Regions from separate parts of the Mus musculus genome. Here regions 1, 2, 3, 4, 5 and 6 are each linked to region 7. The links are chromatin contacts, called in public promoter capture Hi-C and targeted proximity ligation maps. All regions are on one chromosome and are shown on one strand. The core of a region is the stretch at or near the end of the contact, and the rest is flanking DNA. Distances in the headings are between cores, read along the strand shown.

The links. Promoter capture Hi-C pulls out the DNA fragments that hold promoters and counts their contacts. Capture Hi-C pulls out chosen DNA fragments and counts their contacts.
Region 1: a contact with region 7 is called in a promoter capture Hi-C map of pre-B cells, with 4 times the contacts expected there. A contact is called at or near these places in 9 of 39 promoter capture datasets (the SN4741 cell line, embryonic stem cells, fetal liver and 5 more), 2 of 130 datasets of targeted methods (large pre-B cells and pancreatic cancer cells) and 1 of 9 other capture datasets (liver).
Region 2: a promoter capture Hi-C map of liver shows a contact between it and region 7, with 4 times the contacts expected there. A contact is called at or near these places in 5 of 39 promoter capture datasets (the SN4741 cell line, embryonic stem cells, liver and 1 more), 2 of 130 datasets of targeted methods (pancreatic cancer cells and trophoblast stem cells) and 2 of 9 other capture datasets (adipose tissue and liver).
Region 3: a contact with region 7 is called in a promoter capture Hi-C map of hippocampal neurons, with 4 times the contacts expected there. A contact is called at or near these places in 1 of 39 promoter capture datasets (hippocampal neurons), 1 of 484 Hi-C or Micro-C datasets (B cells) and 3 of 130 datasets of targeted methods (bone marrow-derived dendritic cells, kidney and pancreatic cancer cells).
Region 4: a targeted proximity ligation map of pancreatic cancer cells shows a contact between it and region 7. A contact is called at or near these places in 4 of 130 datasets of targeted methods (extraembryonic endoderm stem cells, large pre-B cells, memory CD8 T cells and 1 more).
Region 5: a contact with region 7 is called in a targeted proximity ligation map of memory CD8 T cells, with 38 read pairs. A contact is called at or near these places in 3 of 39 promoter capture datasets (embryonic stem cells, liver and pre-B cells), 1 of 484 Hi-C or Micro-C datasets (embryonic stem cells), 2 of 130 datasets of targeted methods (memory CD8 T cells and pancreatic cancer cells) and 2 of 9 other capture datasets (adipose tissue and liver).
Region 6: a contact with region 7 is called in a targeted proximity ligation map of bone marrow-derived dendritic cells, with 4 times the contacts expected there. A contact is called at or near these places in 3 of 130 datasets of targeted methods (bone marrow-derived dendritic cells, embryonic stem cells and pancreatic cancer cells).

Annotation. Positions count from the first base shown.
Region 1 is chr19:5,662,280-5,664,979 of GRCm38.p6, reverse strand. Sipa1 (signal-induced proliferation associated gene 1) reads left to right here and starts at 1,273. Exons shown (of 17, transcript NM_001164480.1): 1 at 1,273-1,376. It overlaps Pcnx3 (pecanex homolog 3), which reads left to right. Exons shown (of 35, transcript NM_144868.3): 35 at 1-345.
Region 2 is chr19:5,459,162-5,461,861 of GRCm38.p6, reverse strand. Fibp (fibroblast growth factor (acidic) intracellular binding protein) reads right to left here and starts at 1,255. Exons shown (of 10, transcript NM_021438.4): 1 at 1,084-1,255; 2 at 703-901; 3 at 346-472. The coding sequence starts at 1,168.
Region 3 is chr19:6,839,346-6,842,045 of GRCm38.p6, reverse strand. Rps6ka4 (ribosomal protein S6 kinase, polypeptide 4) reads left to right here and starts at 1,419. Exons shown (of 18, transcript NM_019924.2): 1 at 1,419-1,553; 2 at 1,641-1,712; 3 at 2,368-2,586; 4 at 2,679-2,700. The coding sequence starts at 1,499.
Region 4 is chr19:6,908,737-6,911,436 of GRCm38.p6, reverse strand. Prdx5 (peroxiredoxin 5) reads left to right here and starts at 1,331. Exons shown (of 6, transcript NM_012021.3): 1 at 1,331-1,978. The coding sequence starts at 1,820. Trmt112 (tRNA methyltransferase 11-2) reads right to left here and starts at 1,739. Exons shown (of 4, transcript NM_001166370.1): 1 at 1,175-1,739; 2 at 973-1,074; 3 at 764-853; 4 at 409-685. The coding sequence starts at 1,252. The coding sequence ends at 578. It overlaps Esrra (estrogen related receptor, alpha), which reads left to right. Exons shown (of 7, transcript NM_007953.2): 7 at 1-460.
Region 5 is chr19:5,687,652-5,690,351 of GRCm38.p6, reverse strand. It overlaps Pcnx3 (pecanex homolog 3), which reads left to right and starts at 1,444. Exons shown (of 35, transcript NM_144868.3): 1 at 1,444-2,355. The coding sequence starts at 2,203. It overlaps Map3k11 (mitogen-activated protein kinase kinase kinase 11), which reads right to left and starts at 1,221. Exons shown (of 12, transcript NM_022012.3): 1 at 1,086-1,221; 2 at 840-875; 3 at 1-663. The coding sequence starts at 105.
Region 6 is chr19:6,868,189-6,870,888 of GRCm38.p6, reverse strand. No RefSeq gene overlaps it. Among named protein-coding and RNA genes, the nearest start is that of Ccdc88b, 11 kb to the right of the region's middle.
Region 7 is chr19:6,275,461-6,278,160 of GRCm38.p6, reverse strand. It overlaps Ehd1 (EH-domain containing 1), which reads right to left and starts at 1,265. Exons shown (of 5, transcript NM_010119.5): 1 at 783-1,265. The coding sequence starts at 1,186. Gm14963 (predicted gene 14963) reads left to right here and starts at 1,583. Exons shown (of 2, transcript NR_168273.1): 1 at 1,583-1,868.

The DNA.
Region 1 (2,700 bases), core at 24-2,523, 610 kb after region 7:
TTGGCTTTGGCTCTGGTGTCTGCACCCTGATATCTGGCTACTTCAGTGTCACAACTCAGTGACCTAGACTTCTCTCCCTGATCCGTGGCCTGGATCCCAAACTGAGGCAGCAGCCTCCTAGCCAGGCCCTAAGAGCCAAACCCATGGGCTGGTCCCTCATTGGAGCCCATGGCCAGGACTGACTTTGCCTCTGGGGCCTGCACTGCCCCCAAGGCTGGCCTCCTTAGCCTGGACCTGGGGCCCGATATGTGGCAAGGGTGGGTTCATTCGTTCTTTTGTCATTTTTCTTTCTTTTTTTTTCTGTGCTTCAGAGACACCAAATTAATAACACTATTTTTGATTTTGGTTGGCAGTTTTATTTTCTGTGGGACGAGGTGAGGTTGGTAGAGGTGCCGGAGGCAGGGAGGCTGAAGTCAGAAGAGTGTGAGGGATAAGGGGTCAGACTGCTGGGCTCCAGGCAGACATGAGGTGGGATGGGCTGCCTTCCTCACCTGCCTCTGCCTTTCTTTTTTTTTTTTTTTTTTTAATGGTTTAAGAGCTTTATTATAGAAATGCAGGGGGGAAGAGAAAAGGTAGAGAGAGAGAGTGTGTGGGGACGGGGAAGGCTAGAGAAGAAGAAAGAGAAAGGAGAGAAAAGACAAAGGGAAGAGGAGAAAGAAGTGAGAGGATAAAGGAGAGAGCTGAGCCTCTGCTTTTCAAGCAGTCCTCTATGCCCAGGTGGCTCACACATCCATCAGCCTTGATCTTGATCAAAGACTGCTCAACCTCATTTGTTCCAAGCTTAAAGAAAATAACAGGTGAATAGAAAGGATTCTATTTCGTTTTTGAGACAGGGGCTTACTATGTACTCCCTATGTACATCAGGCTGGCCTTGACCTCAGATCCACCTGCCTCTGCCTTCAGAGTGCTGGATTTAATGGTGTTCGCCATTGCATAAATGGTAGCCTGTGTAGATCAGTTATCTAGCTTGGCCCAGCCCTTAAAGAGTGAAATAGTTTCTGGCCCTAATACCTGCTGTCTGCTGAGCCACAGCAGGACACTAAGTGGCCTCTAGCGCTCCAATTGGTCTGGAAGGCAGGTACATTTGTTCCCATTTCTCGGTGAAGTCACTGACTGGGCTAGGACCGGGAGTTAAAAGAGCAGCTGAAGGCTGGGACAGAGAACTTCAGGCTGTCCGGGGCTGCCTAGGTTCCTGTCGGAGGTCCCCACCCACTGTGCTTCCCGCCTTAGACAGCTCCCGGGTAGTCCCGCCCCTCCACTACGTACCGCCTCCATCCTGGCCCCGCCCCCAGGCGGAGCGGAGGCGCCGGGAGCGGTGTGAGCAGGCAGCGGGACCTTGGTGCGGAAGGCAGCGGTGGCCAGCTTGAGCCCGAGAGGTACTGGCGGGATCAGGGATCGGGAGGCACCAGGTTCGGGCTGGATACCCAACAAAGTAGCCTGGACGTGAACCCTTGTAGTGTGGGGAGGAACGGGACTATTGGCTGCTTTCGCTACACGTACCCCACCCAACCTCCTGCCCCAGTCCAGCCCCGAGTCAGCACGTCCAGTGTTCTGTCTCCTGCTGGCAGCTCCCACTCCCTCCTCTGCATGAGCAGATTCAGAGCTCCACTGAGTGGATTCATTGGTTCTGGACTTTTCTCAGCAATGCTGGCAGCTGCTCCTGCTGCTGAGTGTGTGGGGCTCCCCCTATTCTGGGGCTCCCCTTTTCCCAGTGTGACCTCTTTCCCAGCCTTTGCAATCCTGAGTCTGGCCTGGGAGGAAACATCTGCAGCACTCCCTGGCAACAGAAATAGGGTCACGACCTCCAGATGTGCTGGGAAGCATCCAGCGCCTCCTCCTGGGGCAGCCAGGCCTTCCGGATCTGTGGGGGCGGGGCACCCCCCTTTTCCCCCCTCAGTGACACAGGCTGCAAGGAATGTCCTGGCCTCAATGGACCTTGTGTGAAGATGAGGGGTGGGGGGCAGAGCCCAAGTACACCCCTTAAGGCAGGGCCAGAACAAGAGGGAGCTCCTGGACTGGGCTGCACACATTCCCAGGGCTCCTCCCGGCACTGCGGCCTCAGTCTGTGCCCACAGCTTGGTCTATGGACCTGGGGCCTGCACAGTTCACACACGGACATAGTTGGCTTCACCTTTCAGTTTCCAAGGAGTCTTCAAAGAACTCATGAAGTGCAGCATCAGAGCTTATCCTAGAAGACAGACAGACAGACAGGAAGACCCTGAGGAGGTCTGCTCTTGTTTGGTTCTGGAGACCCAGCTGAGGGGCACCGTGGAGCTGCTCCCTGTCCCCTCCCAGCCTGGCCCCCTTGATGCCACTGGATGATGCAAAAAAAAGTACTAATGGAGGCCTGCCCCTGCCCCAGCTGTTGGCTCCATTCCTAGCTCACGCCGAGGTAGGCTCGGCCTTCTCACACCTTTTGCACCTGCCTAGTGTAGCTTCACCACATTTCCGCACTTAGTAGGTCCCTGGGGCCTTGGGTGTTTCAGCCTTACATCCTGTGAGACCTTGAGCCTCTCCCGTCTCCCCTCACAAGGCTGCCTTACTCCTACGCACACGGGCAGAGTAGGCAGGTGCAGCTCTGACAAGTCCAGAAGCAGCAGTTCTCAACCTGTGTGCTGGGACCCCTTTGAGGGTCGAGCAGTCCTTTCACAGGGGTCACACTTGAGATATTTATCTTCTTCTTCTTCTTCTTTTTGTTTT
Region 2 (2,700 bases), core at 6-2,505, 820 kb after region 7:
TGTGGCCAAGAACAGCATCTTCTAGGCAGGAGTACCATGAACAAAAACAAACTTGGGGCTCAAGAAATGTTAAGTCCAGAGAGGTCTATAGTGACCCAACCTGAGTCTGAAGGTCGAGGACAGTGGGAGCCAATGAAAATCTATAAGCAAAGGAAAGCCACGGTCAGACTGAGCCTAAGCCTGGTCCGCCTGGCCAGAGGGGAGGTGGAGGGAGGAGAGGGTTTATATGAAGAAGGAACTGGTTCCACAATCATGGGCTAGACCACGGGCTAGAGGTGGGGCTAGAGTAGTAAGAAGGATCCAGAGGTGGGCTAGACAGGTAGTGGTGTTATGTGTAGAACCCACCTGCCTCCGGCAGCTCTTGAGAGTAATTCCTGTTTTGGTGCTGATGTCATCCAGGTCTTTCTTGGTACCCTTGGACAGCTTCTTGCCCAAGACCTCCCGAACAAAGGCCTCATCAAAGGTGTAGTACCTTGTGGAGGCACAGGTCATTATTGGTGATCCATTAGGGAAGGAGAAGGGAGTTTGGAATTGGTTTCTCTTGTTCTCAATTTTCTAATTTCCTGAGTTCACCCCATCTACCCCTGTGTATATCCCAATACCCTCCCCCCAGACTCAGCTTCAGTCTACAAAATGGGTATAAGTCAGATTGACTGACATCCCTGCCAGTACCCACCCCCGTCCCCCACCCCTGGTGAGCACCTCTCGATGAGGAGTGTCTGTCGGGAGGGAGGAATCTGGAAGATGAGCTGGTGCAGCAGCTTCGGCGGCGCGTGCAGCAGACGCTCAAGCATGTGAAAGGTGCGGTAGTGGTCCATGGTGTCGCTCTGCAGCACTCCTGTGGTGGCTCCCGTCTGCTCCAAGATTCCGGAGCGTACTCGCAGAGCCACTGCATCGTTCACTGAGGAGTGGGCGCTACCATAAGACCCTAGAGGCCCTCCAGGGGTTCCACCTCCACCTCCAATCCTTACACTTCCCCGACTTCCCGCAGTCTGTCCACTTCCCTAAACCAAGCCTAAATCCTAGCCACGCCCCCTCTTCCCGATCCCCAACAACAGCTTCCCGGGAGGGCGGCTCACAGACCTGAGTAACCATCCAGCCAGAGGCGATACACGTCTTCATCTATAAGGGTCGTGTTCCCCACGAAAATGTCTAGTTCGCTGGTCATGACGATGCCCGGGCCGGGTTCGCCCGAAGCTGGAGCTTGTACGGGCCCCGGCCGGGCGAGTAGCCGCAGAGCGACTTCCGGGAGTTCGGAGATTTTGCTCCGGGCACCCGGAGCTGATGAAGGACCACTTCCGGGACGGAGCTAGTGAGACACCGCTCAGCTCTGTGAACGGTTTTTCGGAAGATGTCGGGATAGTCTTCTCTCAGTCTACCCTGTCTTGCAGATTCTCCCGTTAACCCCTTCTGTCACTCCCATCTTCTCAGTTTTCTCAGAGCCTCCCAGTTTTGACCTGTATCCTAAATTAGAATGTTTCCAAGGTTCTATCGTAGCGATTGCTAGGTGTATGTGGCCCTTACTTCCATTGTCCATAAGACAGACAGATGACCATTTTTCTTGTTCCCGGAGTGTATTTATTTTTATTGTTTTGAATAATGTGTATGTGGGGAGAGGGTGTGTACGTGTGAGTGCAAATGTTCTTTGAGACCTGAGGTATCAGGTCCCCTGGAGTTAAATTTACAGGCAAATATGAGTTAGTTGCACATATGGTTGTGGTTCCTTGCTTGTAACCACTTAGCTTTCTCTCCAGCCCCAGTTTTTCACCACATACTACACCCACACACAAGCTAGTGACTTCACTTAAAGTCTTTCAGAGCTCTGCCTGGAAGTAGGTATCTGCAGGGGCACCCATCTAGTAAGGCTGTCTTCTTTGTCTTTTCATGAGGCAGTAAAAGATTTACACAGGAGCCACCAAGCCTGAGTTCGTTCTCCTGCACCCATACTGTGTAAGGAAAGAACCAGCTCCAGGTTTTGTTTTGTTTGTTTGTTAAGACAAGGTCTTACTTTGTAGTCCAGGCTAGTCTAAATTGGCAGCAGTCTTTGATCTTCAACCTCCCAAGCATTGAGATTACAGGATAGGAACCACCAGTATACCTAGTCCTTATCACCTGATCTCTACATATGTATGCACTGTTGTATAATACATAAATATAGCTTACTGGCTATAATTACTAATAAAATTAACCCTGTATAACCTTTAATCCCAGCACTTGGAAGGCAGGCAGATATCTGAATTGGAGGTTAGCCTGGTCTACAGAGTGAGTTTCAGGACAGCCAGGGCTACACAGAGAAATCCTGTCTCGAAAAATGGGGGAAAATGAGTTCTACAAAAGCCAGTTCATCTCAGTGCACTTGCGGGTTGCTACCTAGAGACAGGGGGAGGAGGTCCTGGAGGAGGTCCTGGTTTATAAGACCAGGTCTCCCACTCCACTTCTGGTCCCTAGGCGGAGCACATTTTAGGGTTTCTAGACAGATCCCTCTCAGCTCCAGTCTGTTTCCCTGTACTCTTATCTCCGTGGCAGCCTCAGCACCCATCTCGTTCTAGAAACCTGGGCTATCTCCCAAATTTCTCTCTTCAGGCATTCAGAGCTGTTGATGTGCCTGCTGAGTGCCTCTCTCTGCGGCTTACTCCCCGCCCCACTGACTCAGTGCCAGCCTAGTTCTGCACAGCTCTCTGTTCACTGACACAGTGTTAT
Region 3 (2,700 bases), core at 170-2,669, 560 kb before region 7:
CTGGCCTCGAACTCAGAGGTCCACTTACCTCTGCCTTCTGAGTGCTGGGATTAAAGGTGTATGCTACCTTCTTAAAATATTGGGATGCTAGCATGAGACCTTAAGGACAAATAAGAAAGGAAAGGCTATGCTTTAACACAGACGAGCTGACGGGGTGAAATGTCATAGTTCTTTTGTCAAACTAGACACCTAGGTAGAGGGAACCTCACAGCTGAGAGACTGCTTCCAGCAGATTAGCCCATGGGCATATTTGTGGAGGCATTTTCTTGATTGCAAATTGATTATAGGAAGGCCTAAGTCACTGTGGGTGATACATCCCTAGCTAGATGGGCTTGGGTTATGTAATAAAGCTAGCTGAAAAAGTCAAGGGATGAAAGTCAGTAAGCAGTGCTCCTCATAAGCAGTGCTCCTCATCATAAGCAGTGCTCCTCCATGGTCTCTGCTTCAGTTCTGATCTCCAGGTTCCAGCCTTGAGTTTCTGCCTTGACTTCCCTCAGTTATGGACTGTAGCCTGCAAACCAAATAACTGCCCCTTCCCCAAGCTGCTTTAAGTCAGAACGTTTTATCACAGCAACAAAGAAGCAAACGAATACAGGGACAATTAGGCTGGGTGGCAGGATGTGAGTCAGGGCACCCGAGGCTGCCCCAGGGAGGGTGGGGCTCCCTGGGAAAGGTGGAGTGGGGTCCTTGTGCAATCAGCCCTGCAGGCTCCCTCTTTAATTCTTTTTGAAATTACATTTATTTTATATTATGCCATATGTTTGCATTGTATGTAGGTGCAGGCACTTAGATCTAAGGGCAGCTTGTGGAAGTCGGTTCTTTCTTTTTACCATGTGGGAGGGAACTAGGCATCCAACTCAGTTGGTCTCCTTTGGGGCAAAAGCAACTTTACCCATGTAAAGTGGCTTCCTGTTTCTGAAGTGTACTCTCAGGATGCCCATTGCCGGCCCAGCATCAAGAGCCTAGGGCTCCTGTGTCCAGGGAATATAAAGATCTCCAGTGTATTTGCTGAGCTTAACGAGTGTAACGAGTGGTCCTAAAGAAGGAAGTGGGCTGTGATTTGTGTCTGTTGGCTAAGAGGAGCAGAAGAGGCAAGGCTGCCACGTGGGAGGGAGGGCTCCATCAGCCTGGGTGGGCAGCCCTCCTCAAATCCTGGGACACAGACCTCTAGTGTCCTCCATATCCTGCTGGACAGACACCTGGCTAGGAGGCTTACTCCAGCTGCAGCCACATGTCACCCAAAGGCCCTGCACGGCTCTCACTGGTCCCGGGGCCAGGAGACCCTGCCACCGTCTGATGCTTCCCACCCGCAGCCCCGCTCCGTCACGTTCCAGCCGCCTGACTCAGGCCGCACGGGGCGGGCTGGGAGCCGGGAGGCGGTGCCGGCGCCCGCTCGGCCCCAGAGGCGGCACCAGGAAGCACCCGCCCCGGCCGGAGCCGCCATGTAACCGGCGCCGCCCGTAGCCCCAGCCGCGCGGGCCCCAGCGACCCGCCCGCCATGGGAGACGAGGATGAGGACGAGGGCTGCGCCGTGGAGCTGCAGATCACCGAAGGTGGGTGCCGGATCCCGAGGCGGCTCTCCCGGACGGGTGGCAAGAGTCAGCGACCCTCTGGGCTCACTCGCCCCCCTGTGTCCGCAGCCAACCTCACCGGGCATGAGGAGAAGGTGAGCGTGGAGAACTTCGCGCTGCTCAAGGTGCTGGGCACGGGAGGTGAGAAACCGCTTTCACTGGCATGGTGCTTTGGGCCTTCTGCCCGCCCACTCGCCTGGACCTGGGCCTGGGCCTGGTTGCTGGGGAGGTCCCCCCACCCTTTCCCGGCATAGCTCCCCTTGCCCGCCCCGCCCTACCGTACCAGGGTTCCGAGCCTACTTGCCGGGCGTCCACGTTGACAGGACTCTTCTCTGCAAAGTCCTATGCGTGCGTGCCCCCTGCCGCGATTTCCTAGCCTCTTTGGGGTTTTGACTCCCTCCCAAGAGCTTTGCACAGCTTCTCTCCCCATCTTCCCTTGCGAGCCCCACTCTTGTATTTTGCAAATTCCCCAGTCCGGGTTTGCACATCCCTCCGCTGACTGGGAGCGCGCCTCTGCCTCCGGTGCCAGCGTTTTCATCTTTTCTCAGCTCTCTTGATCATCCCAGGTTTGCACGTGCCCCGCCCCTTCCCCGCCCCGCAGGCCTTCTGGAGTTGCAAGCTCCCCAGGCTAGTTTGCACTGCAAATTGCTTTTCAGGCTTAACCGAGCACCCTCCAGGGAGGGCTCACCTTCTCCTTAGAAGGCTCTGTCAGCCTTTTGCACCCCCCTTCCCACCAGTCTGCACCGCCCTCGCACTTACAGCCCACCTTCCAACCGCTTGCTTGCTGCTCCCACAGCCTATGGGAAGGTGTTCCTGGTGCGGAAGACGGGTGGGCACGACGCGGGCAAGCTCTATGCCATGAAGGTGCTACGCAAGGCGGCGTTGGTGCAGCGCGCGAAGACACAGGAGCATACCCGCACCGAACGCTCGGTGCTGGAGCTGGTTCGCCAAGCACCCTTCCTGGTCACACTGCACTACGCCTTCCAGACGGATGCCAAGCTGCACCTCATCCTGGGTGAGGGCCTGTCACATCTCAGCTTTGGAGAGGGACGGGAGTTAGATTAGGCTACCTTGTAGGGAAACATTTCAACGTCTCCTCACTCCCAGACTACGTGAGCGGTGGTGAGAT
Region 4 (2,700 bases), core at 82-2,581, 630 kb before region 7:
ACACTGATCTCAGGGAGGGAAGGGATGGAGGCCGCCGGCTCCCACTGGGTGATGCTTTTGCTGCTGCTTAATCCGATCTCCTCTCCGGAGCAGAGGGGGGCTTGGAAAGCAAAGGCCCCGTCCCTTCGCTCCTCTCCTCATCCGCATTGGGCATTATTGCCCCCCCTTGAAGCAATAACTCCAAGCAGGCTCCAGCCCCTGGACCCCAGGGGTGGCCAGGGCCCCCTATCAGCTCCCACCTCAAGGGGTGGGGGACAGCACTGCCTCTATGCCCTGCAGAGCAATAACACTATATTTATTTTTGGGTTTGGCCAGGGAGGCGCAGGGCCATGGGGCAAGCCAGGGCCCAGAGCCCTTGGCTGTACAGAGACTCTATTTTAATGTATATTTGCTGCAAAGAGAAACCGCTTTTGGTTTTGAACCTTTAATGAGAAAAAAAATATACTATGGAGCTCAAGTACACGGTGGTCGGTGAGTCACTGGGGGGAGTTTGGGGGTCACACATGACACGTCTATTTAACAGACCGTACAACAGAAACACACAGTCAACAAAATACCAAAGTGGCGGCTAGCAAGGTTACGTCTCAGTCTCCTCATCATTCAACAGCATATTGGGGATCCCGCGGCTGATGGGGAAAAGACGACCAGATTCTGGGCATTGCAGGGTGCCCTCCAGTACATCAACCTGCAGGGGAGCAGGACAAAGCTAAGCACCGGTAGCCTCAGTGGGAGGTCTGGGCAGGCGATGCCCAAGGATTCTCACCTCAAGCAACACGTGGTGCATCTTCCTCAAAAATGTCTCGTCGTGCTCATAGCCTTCAGTCGGCTCTTTGGGTACCTCGGCCAAGTTTAACTGTGGAAAGGAAGCGTACGTGGTCAGTGGGCACACGAACACCGAGGCCGTCCGGGCAGGGAAGAGGCTCAGAGCCTGAGCCCGCCCCCAAGGGGCGACAGAAGGGGCGGGGTCCTTACGGTGTCCGCTGCCTGCACAAGCGCCGCCCACTCCACTTTGGGGATCATCCGCGCCACGAACTCCGGGTTGAACTCCACGGGGTTGATGCGGACCTCAGTGGCCTGCGGGGGGGGGGGGGCGGTAAAAAGGTTTAGCGAGGTAGGTCCGGGTCCCGGAGGCTCCACCCTGAACTATATGGGCGATGAACCCTTGTGCAGTTACCTGCAGGCGCAGCGGGAAGCCACGCGTGCCCACGCCCCGCACATGGGAGCTTAGGAGATTGTGGGTGAGCAGTTTCATGTTGTCACAGCGGAGCGCGTGAGGCCGGAACCGGAAGGAGTCCACACTTCTCCTTTCTACCACTTCCGCTTTGAAGCCGTTGAACTCTTCGCCGGACCGGAAGTGGCCGACTTAGGGGACCTTTTGGGGGGCTTGGCGGCAGCCGAGATCGGAAGGACTGTGTTGGGTCACGTCCTGGTACCGGAAGCGTTTCTCGGGGAGACTGCAAAGGCTTACGCCGAATCCCGCTCGCTGAAGAGAGTACACACTATGCAAGTCACGTGTAAACCGGCTGCGTTACGGCGCAGGTAAAACGAACACATTTGAGGCTCAGCCAGATCATCCCCGACCTCTGTTTGCGGCTATGGGTCACGAACTGTCACGTCGGTAAACCAGGCACCTCTTTCTGCGATTGAAGAAGGTGTGCGAGCCCTGAGAGCCCCGCCGCGTCGTAGTGCGTCACGGCCCTGCCCCTCTAAGCCGGCGCTGTGGCTGCGACGTGGGACGTGCGGCGTGGGCGGAGCTGTCCCTGCATCCACCTCCTGTGGGCAGAGCCATCTGCGGGTGGGCTGCGGCAGCGGGGCGGGTATGCTACAGCTGGGGCTTCGAGTCCTGGGCTGCAAAGCCAGTTCTGTGCTCCGTGCATCGACGTGCTTGGCAGGCAGAGCAGGCCGGAAAGAAGCAGGTTGGGAGTGTGGCGGAGCCCGCAGCTTCAGCAGCTCCGCGGTGACCATGGCCCCGATCAAGGTGACCGGTTTTACCTTTCCTGGGTCCAGCCTATCGCGTCTCTTTGGGTTCCACGCGGGGTCTCGGGCTGTCCTCCTTGACGTTTCTTCTTGTCATGTTTTTTGTAAGACCCTGTCTCTGCTTCTCCGTCCTGGGACATTTCTTGAGCTGCCCTCTCACATCTATGCCACGTCCAGGGACAAGTCCCCACCATTTTCAAGCGACCGAATGCTATGTCATTTCCCACATTCTTAAAATGCCTCTTTTGCCGCTTGGCAGCTTTTCCAACCCTTTCCCCAAAGCCCCAGCACTTTTGTGATTGTACTAAACTCCATTTCATCTCATCTTTTGAAAGAGCCATGGTCCCTTGGGGACCTGGGTTGATCTTTTCCACTTCTGTTTCCACTCTATGTATGCTCACCCCGATCCCGCCCTTCTGTTTGATCTTTCTGGGAATTCTTGAACCTATCCCCTCTCCTGTTTTTGGACTTAATTTTTAGAGAAAGAGAGAGGGAGGGAGAGAGGAAGGGAGGGATGGAGGGAGGGAAGGAAGGGGGGGGGCACACAGAGACAGAGGTTGACTTACTATATAGTCTTGGCTGGCCAGGAACTTGGTGTGTAGACCAGACTGGCCTCAAACTCCTAGAGATCTGTCTGACTCTGCGTCCCGAATGTTAGGATTAAAGGCCCTTTATAAAAAGAAGAAAAAAGAAAAACTTTTAAACATGTACTTAGTGTGTGTG
Region 5 (2,700 bases), core at 195-2,694, 590 kb after region 7:
AGACCCCTCCGGCCGGACTCCACCGGTACCCCCGCCGCCCCCACTGCCACTGCCGTTCCATGACCCCAGCGGGCTCTTGAGGAAGAGGTTCTTCAAGGGCTCCATGGCAGGGAGCCGGCGTTGGAATGTGTGGGGGACCTTCTTCGGGTGCCCGTGGTATCCACCCCCGCTGGCTTGTGAGGCCCTAGAGCCGGAACCTGGGCATCCGGGCCCTGGCCCTCAGCCCCAGACCCACGCCTCTCTGGGGAGCCAGGAGTGTCGCCTCCCGGCCCCCCGCATCTCGGGCTTTTGGAGGAGGGCACCAAGGGCAGTGTGGTCAGGCTGGAGGGGTGGGGCCCACTGGCCTCCGGCGCCTCACCATGGCTGAATTGGAGCAGCAGAGTCCCTCAGTTCCGAAGTAGTCCTGGGAACCTGGCTTCAGCGCCCGCCTACCGTAAGGTGGGGCCTGCCAGGGTCAGCGCCCGGACTCTGGTTGTTGTCTCCAGGCACAAGAGGTAAGAGAAAGTCCCCAGTTGAGCCGAAGCTACCTCTTCTTGGGCTAGTGCCTTGGGCCCCGACAGCTCCGACCCCGGTCCCTTCTTCCTCCTCCCTTTGTACTTTGGCCCCGGGGGCGGGAGGCAGAGGTGGAGGGTGGAGTTTCACTTTTTTCCGCTCTTCTCCCTCCTGCAGGAAACAGCATCAGATGACGTGGGCGGGTTGCACCGCTCCCCTCCCGGAGGCTCCCGGCAGCTGTGCACGGGAGTTCCCGGGGAGGTTGGCCAAGAGAGGTAGAAGGCGGGCCAGGTAGTTCCTCCCGCCTCCCCCGCCCCCAAACACACCGGCACAACTCTAAGCCTTACGTTAGGTGCTCCTCTGCTCACGGTCGAAGTGGATCTCTGCAAAGACAGAGAAGAATCCTTGTGTCTGAATTCTCATCAGCCAAATCACCCTTGTGATTGCCTCAAAACCAAAATCTGGTCTTGGCTACGAAGTTGCAGAGCTCTTTAAGATTCGTTCTTTCCATATATGAAATAACAAGATACCCTGCTTTTCAGTGCTAGAGGGGGATGTGAACAGAGAAGTTTGGGACTTCAAAATCGGCTTACACTTGAAGCTCTTGGAACCATTTAAAATTATCTTCCTTTCACCCGAGAGGCAAAAACCTGAAACTGTCGTTCAGAACTTTGCCCGGGATTAGATTCAGAGTTGAAGGGCCTTCAACAACCTCTTCGTTAGTTCATCACTTGTCCTGTGTCTGTTACTTTAAGAAAGCCTATGTCATCCTGTTCGACTACTCAGGCCTGATCAGGATCACTCTCTGCTTCGGCTAAGCTCTGACCCGGAAGTAGAGGCGTAAGCCAAGCGACAACCATGATTTACGGTCTCGCACTAAGGAGAGGCGGCCCAAGTCGGGGGTGTGACCCGGTAACGCAAACTGGAAGTAGCCGTGAGGAGTCCCATTCTCCAGCTTTTCCCCGCCTCCTGTAACGCATTGGAAAAGCTTTGCGCCAGTCATCAAGTCGTTACCCAATGGCGACTCACCCGGCCGTCCCATATTTTGGTGGCTCTAGAATTTGACTGCGCGCGCGCCTAAGATACCTCTGCATCCCGTCACTTCGCTACTTCTCCGCGCTTGCGCACTTCTGCCGCCAGGTTTTCCTTTTCCGGGTCCCAACAGGTTCTAACGGGCGCATGCGCCAGTGCAGGCTGGCAGCTCGCGGCTCCTTCTTCCGGCCTCCCCTTTGCGCCGGCACCGGTAGAAGCGGGGCGAACGCAGAGCCCCAAGCGAGTGACCTGCGACCCCGGAAGTGGACCTCAGGGTCCCAAGGATTTCTCCGGTCCGGAGCCAAGGGACCTATCACTGGCACTCCGAGAGCACCTATTCCACGCCCACCTCTGGATGCCGCCGACGGGTGCCCAGCCCTTGCCCTGCGCCTGCTTTCAGGCTCGGCGCTTTACAACAGTTCTGGGCCACCGGAGGGGGCCCAGGCCCCGCCTCTGATGCAGTCCCACCCCAGTATCCCGGCCTGATCCGCTGACTGCCTGGGCCGGCCCCGCCCCCTGCCTGTGCCCTCACCCTACCAATCCCCTCCCCCGTCTGGGGGAGGCCATGGCGTGAAATCTAAGTCGGACCCCGGGACCCTCGGGCGCCAGCGGGGCATGGGCCGGGGGCCGCCCCCATGAGGGTCCCGGGAGGAGGGCGTGCGCAGCAGCGGCTGGGCCATGGGGTCTCAGGTGTTGCAGATCCTGCGCCAGGGGGTGTGGGCCTCGCTCACTGGGGGATGGTTCTTCGATCCGCATCAGAGCACCTTCTCCAACTGCTTCCATCTCTATGTCTGGATCTTCTTGCTCATCTTTCCCTTCTTGCTGTACATGGTGAGAGGCTGCCACCACCTGTAACTATGGCGAGAGGGAGTGTAGTCTGGAGGGATGGGCATCTTGAGTCCTGGGGCGTGGAGTGAAGCGAGTCACTGTAGAGTTCACTGTAGAGTTTACTTTGGTTTTATATAGAGGAAAGACCAAGTCTTTTCTGCATGGAGTGACCTTGAGCGCCTCATTTAATCTACCCGGTTAAACAGAGGGCTACCCCTAACAGGGCTCTTTGTACTGTTGCATGAAGGGGTGATGAAGTTTTGTAAACCGATGAATCCTAGTTCTTTACAGTGGTGGCAGGTACACCCTCAAGGGAGCAAGGGTTTTGTGAGAAAGGATCCAACTTAA
Region 6 (2,700 bases), core at 34-2,533, 590 kb before region 7:
TCTTTCTTTTTGTTTCTTTCTTGACCATGACTATTAACAAGCTACAACCAACTTCCCTAAAATGACCACTAACCAGCAACCCACCTACGGGGACCCTAGCATTTATGTAACTTCTGAAAAGTCCCCAGAATTGTAGATATCACACAGTCACAGAAATTATCTGCTGGCAAAACTATGCTTCTGCTAGAGCACGAGGCAAATCATAATCAGCTATTGTGGACAGTTGAAGCATGCAGAGAGCTCTTGGTGCTGCTTCAAGGATATTGGCAAGAATATTTGACATTGGCTTAGGACAAGAAAGTGGGCTCAAGATAAATACAGCTGAGGAAAGTGTTCCTTTTATCTTGATCATCTCAAAAGTCTGGATACAATGATTGCGGGACTTTTGTTTATACCTTGTTTTTCCTTGACCAAGAACTGACCCTTTGTTTTGCATGTACTTAAGAGTGATATAAAAGCAGCTTGGGAAAAAATAAACCTGCTTTGGTGCTTGTTAGAGTTATACTATCATCGTGTCTAACTGTCTTTTCTTTCTTTAATCCTCGATCCCTCCCTGGAGACCTTGTTGACTGACTGAGTGGGCCGGGTCAGGTGGTTACCACAATGTGAGGGCTCAGTGAAGGACATCTCAGGAATTGGAAGCCAGTGCATAAGAAAATAAAGAAAATCTGGGCCAGTGGTGAGTAAACCCTGTGTAAGATGGGCAGGGTAATAGAATGCTTTTTGTACATATGCTCAGAGGCTAAAATCTAGAGGAGTGAAAATAAGTCAAAAACAGCTTACCCAGTTTCTGCTTTTTATAGAAATTTGTCCCTGGAGAGGCCCATTGGACACGCAGACTTTATGTGCCCCAGTACAGGGGAACGCCAGGGCCAAGAAGGGGGAGTGGGTGGGTAGGGGAGTGGGGGTGGGTGGGTATGGGGGACTTTTGGTATAGCATTGGAAGTGTAAATGAGCTAAATACCTAATAAAAAATGGAAAAAAAATAAATAAAAACTCAGAACTAAAAAAAAAAAAAAAAAAAAAGAAATTTGTCCCTGGTTCCCTGAGGAAGATATGATAAATTTACAGACATGGAAGAAAGCAGGAGAGAGGATGACAGGGTACTTACTATCCAACACATGGTCCTGAAAAAATTCCCATAGACAGAGAGAGTTTAGACGTGAGAGGGAGAAGTGGGTTTCAGTCACCCCCCTCCCGGAAGTGTTTCACGCTTTGGTGAAAGAGAAGGAAAGTGAAAGTAAGCTGTTCCCAGCGCTCTCCTAGGGTCAAGAGGAGGTCAGGAGACGTCCTGCCTGCTTCCTCTCTGCCTAGTCCTCTGGCTTCCTCTCTGCCTAGTCCTCTGGCTTCCTCTCTGCCTAGTCCTGGTTCTGGGTCCCTTTGGTGAGACATCTGGTTCTCTTCCCTCTTTGGCTAATGTCTATCTTTGGAGTGCCAGTCTGTCCATGCCTGTCAGTTTATGTCTGTGGTTTCATTTTGTTTCTTGATTGTTGCTCTGTGTTTCATAAACTTCTCTGTGAGGAAGCTGTTTCTCCTACAAAAATCTGACTGTGACTATTGGGTTTAGAAGGTGACAAGGTGTTCCTCTCTTGAAATTACAGCTAGAACTGGGTAGTGGTGGCACATGCCTTTAATCCCAGCACTTGGGAGGCAGAGGCAGGCGGATTTTTGAGTTCGAGGCCAGCCTAGTCTACAGAGTAAGTTCCAGGACAGTCAGGGCTACACAGAGAAACCATGTCTTGAAACAACAACAACAAAAGAAATTACAGCTAGAAAAAAAACTAAGAAAATTCTGTCTGTCTAACCTAAATATGTAAATATGGGTAGCTGCTACATGTTTTTTTTCTGACTGGTCCTAAATGTATAAATATGTTCTGCATGTGGTTACAGATTATTGGCTTATAAGTTATTGGGTATGGTTAAAATTTTGTAACATTGGCAACAGAAAGTTGGCTTAAAACTGGGAACTCAGGCTGGAGAGATGGCTCAGCGGTTAGAGTACCAACTGCTCTTCTGAAGGTCCTGAGTTCAAATCCCAGCAACCACATGGTGGCTCATAACCATCGTAATGAGATCTGATGCCCTCTTCTGGTGTGTCTGAAGACAGCTACAGTGTACTTACATATAACAATAAATTTCCTTAAAAAAAAAAAAGGAACAGTGTTTCTACTGGGGAAGGTCGTCAATAAATTAAAAACAAAACAACCCCCCCCCCCAAAAAAAAAACCTGGAAACTCAGGGTTGGAGTCATTTTGGGCAACAGAACACATGGCATGAGCCAACCCAGGGAAATATGTCTCTAAATTGGGATAATATGTAATTTCTTTTTTTAAATTGGGTATTTATTTCATTTACATTTCCAATGCTATCCCAAAAGTCCCCCACACGCTCCCCCACCCAATATGTAATTTCTGTCCTAGAAACCGGACTTATAAAAGATAGAATTTAAAACAATGTTTCTTTAATGAGGTATTAGAAGTTGCACTGTCATGCATTCATATACAAGAACTGGCACCAAACTTTGTAACATGAAAATAATGCACTTGGTATTGATTTTAGAGAGACTCGATTGTTTACACTGTTAAAAATTGGTTTTGTCTTCCAAAATTATGGTTATGCTCTGATATTGCAAAAGAAACTTTTAAAAATTATTGTTAAATATATATAAAGCTAATGGAACATTGGCAGTTTACAATTCAA
Region 7 (2,700 bases), core at 16-2,515:
ACTGGTTAAGCTGAGACTCCAGGAGACACACGAAGTCTATCCAATCTATCCTAGACTATGGGTCTGGTCATTTCAGGAGCCACAGTGTTACCACCCCCTGAAGTCCCTGAAGTCTCCTGAGGCAACACTGACTTAAGCTTTTTTTGTTTTGTTGTGTTTGAGACAGGGTTGTCTCCTGTACTCCTGGCTGGTTTGGCATTCACGTAAGTGCTGCTTTTAGGAGGGGTGTTGGGACTCCTTCATCCCCTGCCTTCAAAGGGGGCTGCCCCCAAATCAGCAGACCAAAGCATAGCCTCCGCGCCCTTCCTACACAAAACCACTGGTCCCTGGAGATGTGACGCAGAGAGTGACACACTAGCAAAAGGAACATCTAAGTCTCGAGGTTTCCCAGGACACACACTTTAAAAACGGACCCCAGAGGAGGAGGGGGATTCATGAGAATGAGCTGGGTGCCTCCAGAATGAGGAACAAGAAAGGGGGGACAGCAATGGTTCATCTTCTCACAGCAGCCCCCCGCTCTGTGGGAAGTAGGTCTGGGGTCTGCAGGAGGATGTGAGAGTTAAACTGAAAACCTGGAAGGTTCTGGGAATGACAGAAGCCAGAAGAGTGGACGATGCCTAGTCTCTAACTTCTCTCGGGTAGTTAGTGGGACGCAGCAAAGCCGGTGTCCCTGGGAGTGGTCGCCTAGGGTCTGGCGGGGGCTCTCGGAGACAAAGGCCGGCTGGGGGCAATGGCTCCGGAGGCCTTTGGTATCCTCGCGCTGGGGGGCAAGGGGTGGGTACCTGTTGAGGAAGGCGTTGCCGAAGGCGTTGAGCTTGCGGAAGGGGCGCCGCGGGTCCACGACGAGCGCGTTGCCGGGCACCACGCCCTCGGTGGGGCCGTGCATGACCGCGATGAAGGAGTCGGTGGTGGGCTCCGGCCCGATGCGCATCCCCGGGAAGTCCTGCTCGATCAGGTGGCGGATGAAGGTGGTCTTGCCGGTGCTGTACTGGCCGACCAGGAGCACCATCGGCTTGTTGTCGAAGTCAGCGTCCTCCAGCGCGGGCGAGTGGAACTCGTGGAAGCGATAGTGCTCCTCCAGCGGCAGCAGCTTCTGCGCGTACAGCTGCCGCAGCCCCTCGGCCACCGTCTGGAAGAGCTCCGGCTCCTTCTTGCGGCGGGCATCCTTGCTCACCCAGCTGAACATGATGCCGGAGACGGGGCTGGCTGCTACAGGACGGAGCGGTGGCTGAGCGGGACTGGGGCGCGCGGCCGAGGAGGGGCCGGCCGGCCGGCGGAGGGCAGAGGGGCAGGGGGCGGGGCGCTGCCCGCACCGCGCAGGCGCAGGCTCGAGGGCCGGCGTGAGGACCACGACAGCGCCCTCTGCCGAGGGTCGCGCGAACCTCGTCGAGCCGCCCCTTTATAATAAGCCGGAGCCCGGCGTTCCCGCACGCTGGCCGCCGCCTCGAGGCTGGCCCGAGAGGAGGCGGGGGAAGAGCCCTCCAGGCCCCGCCCCATTCGCGTGCCACGTCCTCTTCTGCTTCCCATTAGCTGATTTCAAATATCGCGAGCTCGTGGCTGCGGTGCCTTGGCAACCGCACCTGTTTTGCTCCGCCCCTCGAGGGATGGCTCGTGGAAGTGTGGCGGTCGCGGGTGCCAGAGTCTGGCGTCGAGATGTACTAAGTCTGAGCACCATCTAGCACGTGTGGGCTTCCGGACACCCCCAAGTACTTCAGCTGCGCTCCCCAACTGCAGTGTTTCCGCTGGCTAGGAACTCCCAAAAGCATCGGGAGCCTCACCCTTTGGTCTTTTAGCGACTCTGGAGAGGGACAGGACAGCGGGAATAGGGAAAGCCGAGGGAGTACAGGACACCGGGAAGAGGAATATCGGTAAGGAAGGAGGAAGAGTGCGCTGGGACTCCACTCAGACTGATGGGAGAGGGACACGGCAATGGAAACAATTGACGTGACCTAGCGGGGAGTTTTCACCAAGGCGGTGCCAGCTGCGGAATGGGGTAAAAAGTTGCAGCTTTCTGGCTAGATGAGTTTGGAGGAAGTGAAATCGGAAATACCCTTTGTAAGGAAGAGGGGCAGTGTTGAGCAACAATGAAATGTTGTGGGAACTTAGGGGAAATTAAAAGCCCCAAAATTTCCGCTTTCCTGTCAGGGACACCACCAGTACCATCTCTTGTTCCGTTCTGAGTCCCAACCTGTTTCCAGTTGGTAGCTGTTCCCCACCATCATACCTGGCCACACCTAAGCCCCCTTGGCTGTGTCTGCTGGTGTCTAGTGGGTGATGTCAGAGATTTGGGGACTATGATTGTTAGGTAACTAATATCAGGTCACCCAAGTGGCAGGAGGATCTAAGGGCCATTGGAGAAGTCTAAAAGGCACCGGAGGAGTTGTTTAGCACACAGTTGTGGTCTCAACTGTTTGGAAAGGTTGGAGGATCACTTGAACCCATCGATTTGAGGCCAGCCTCGACAACAGACGCTGTCTTAAAAGAAAAAAAAAAAAAGACAAAATATTTATCGATGAGGCTAAATTCATAGCTTAGTGGTAGAAGCACTTGCTTAGCGTGCACAAGCCAGTAGGGCCCATCCCCAACAGCACTAGAGCCAACAGAAAATCATGGGAACTTGAAAGCCTTGGATCCCACTTGAAAACTTTGATTTGGAAGCCTGTGAGCTAGACACCTATGTGGGGTTAGGCGGGGAGAAAA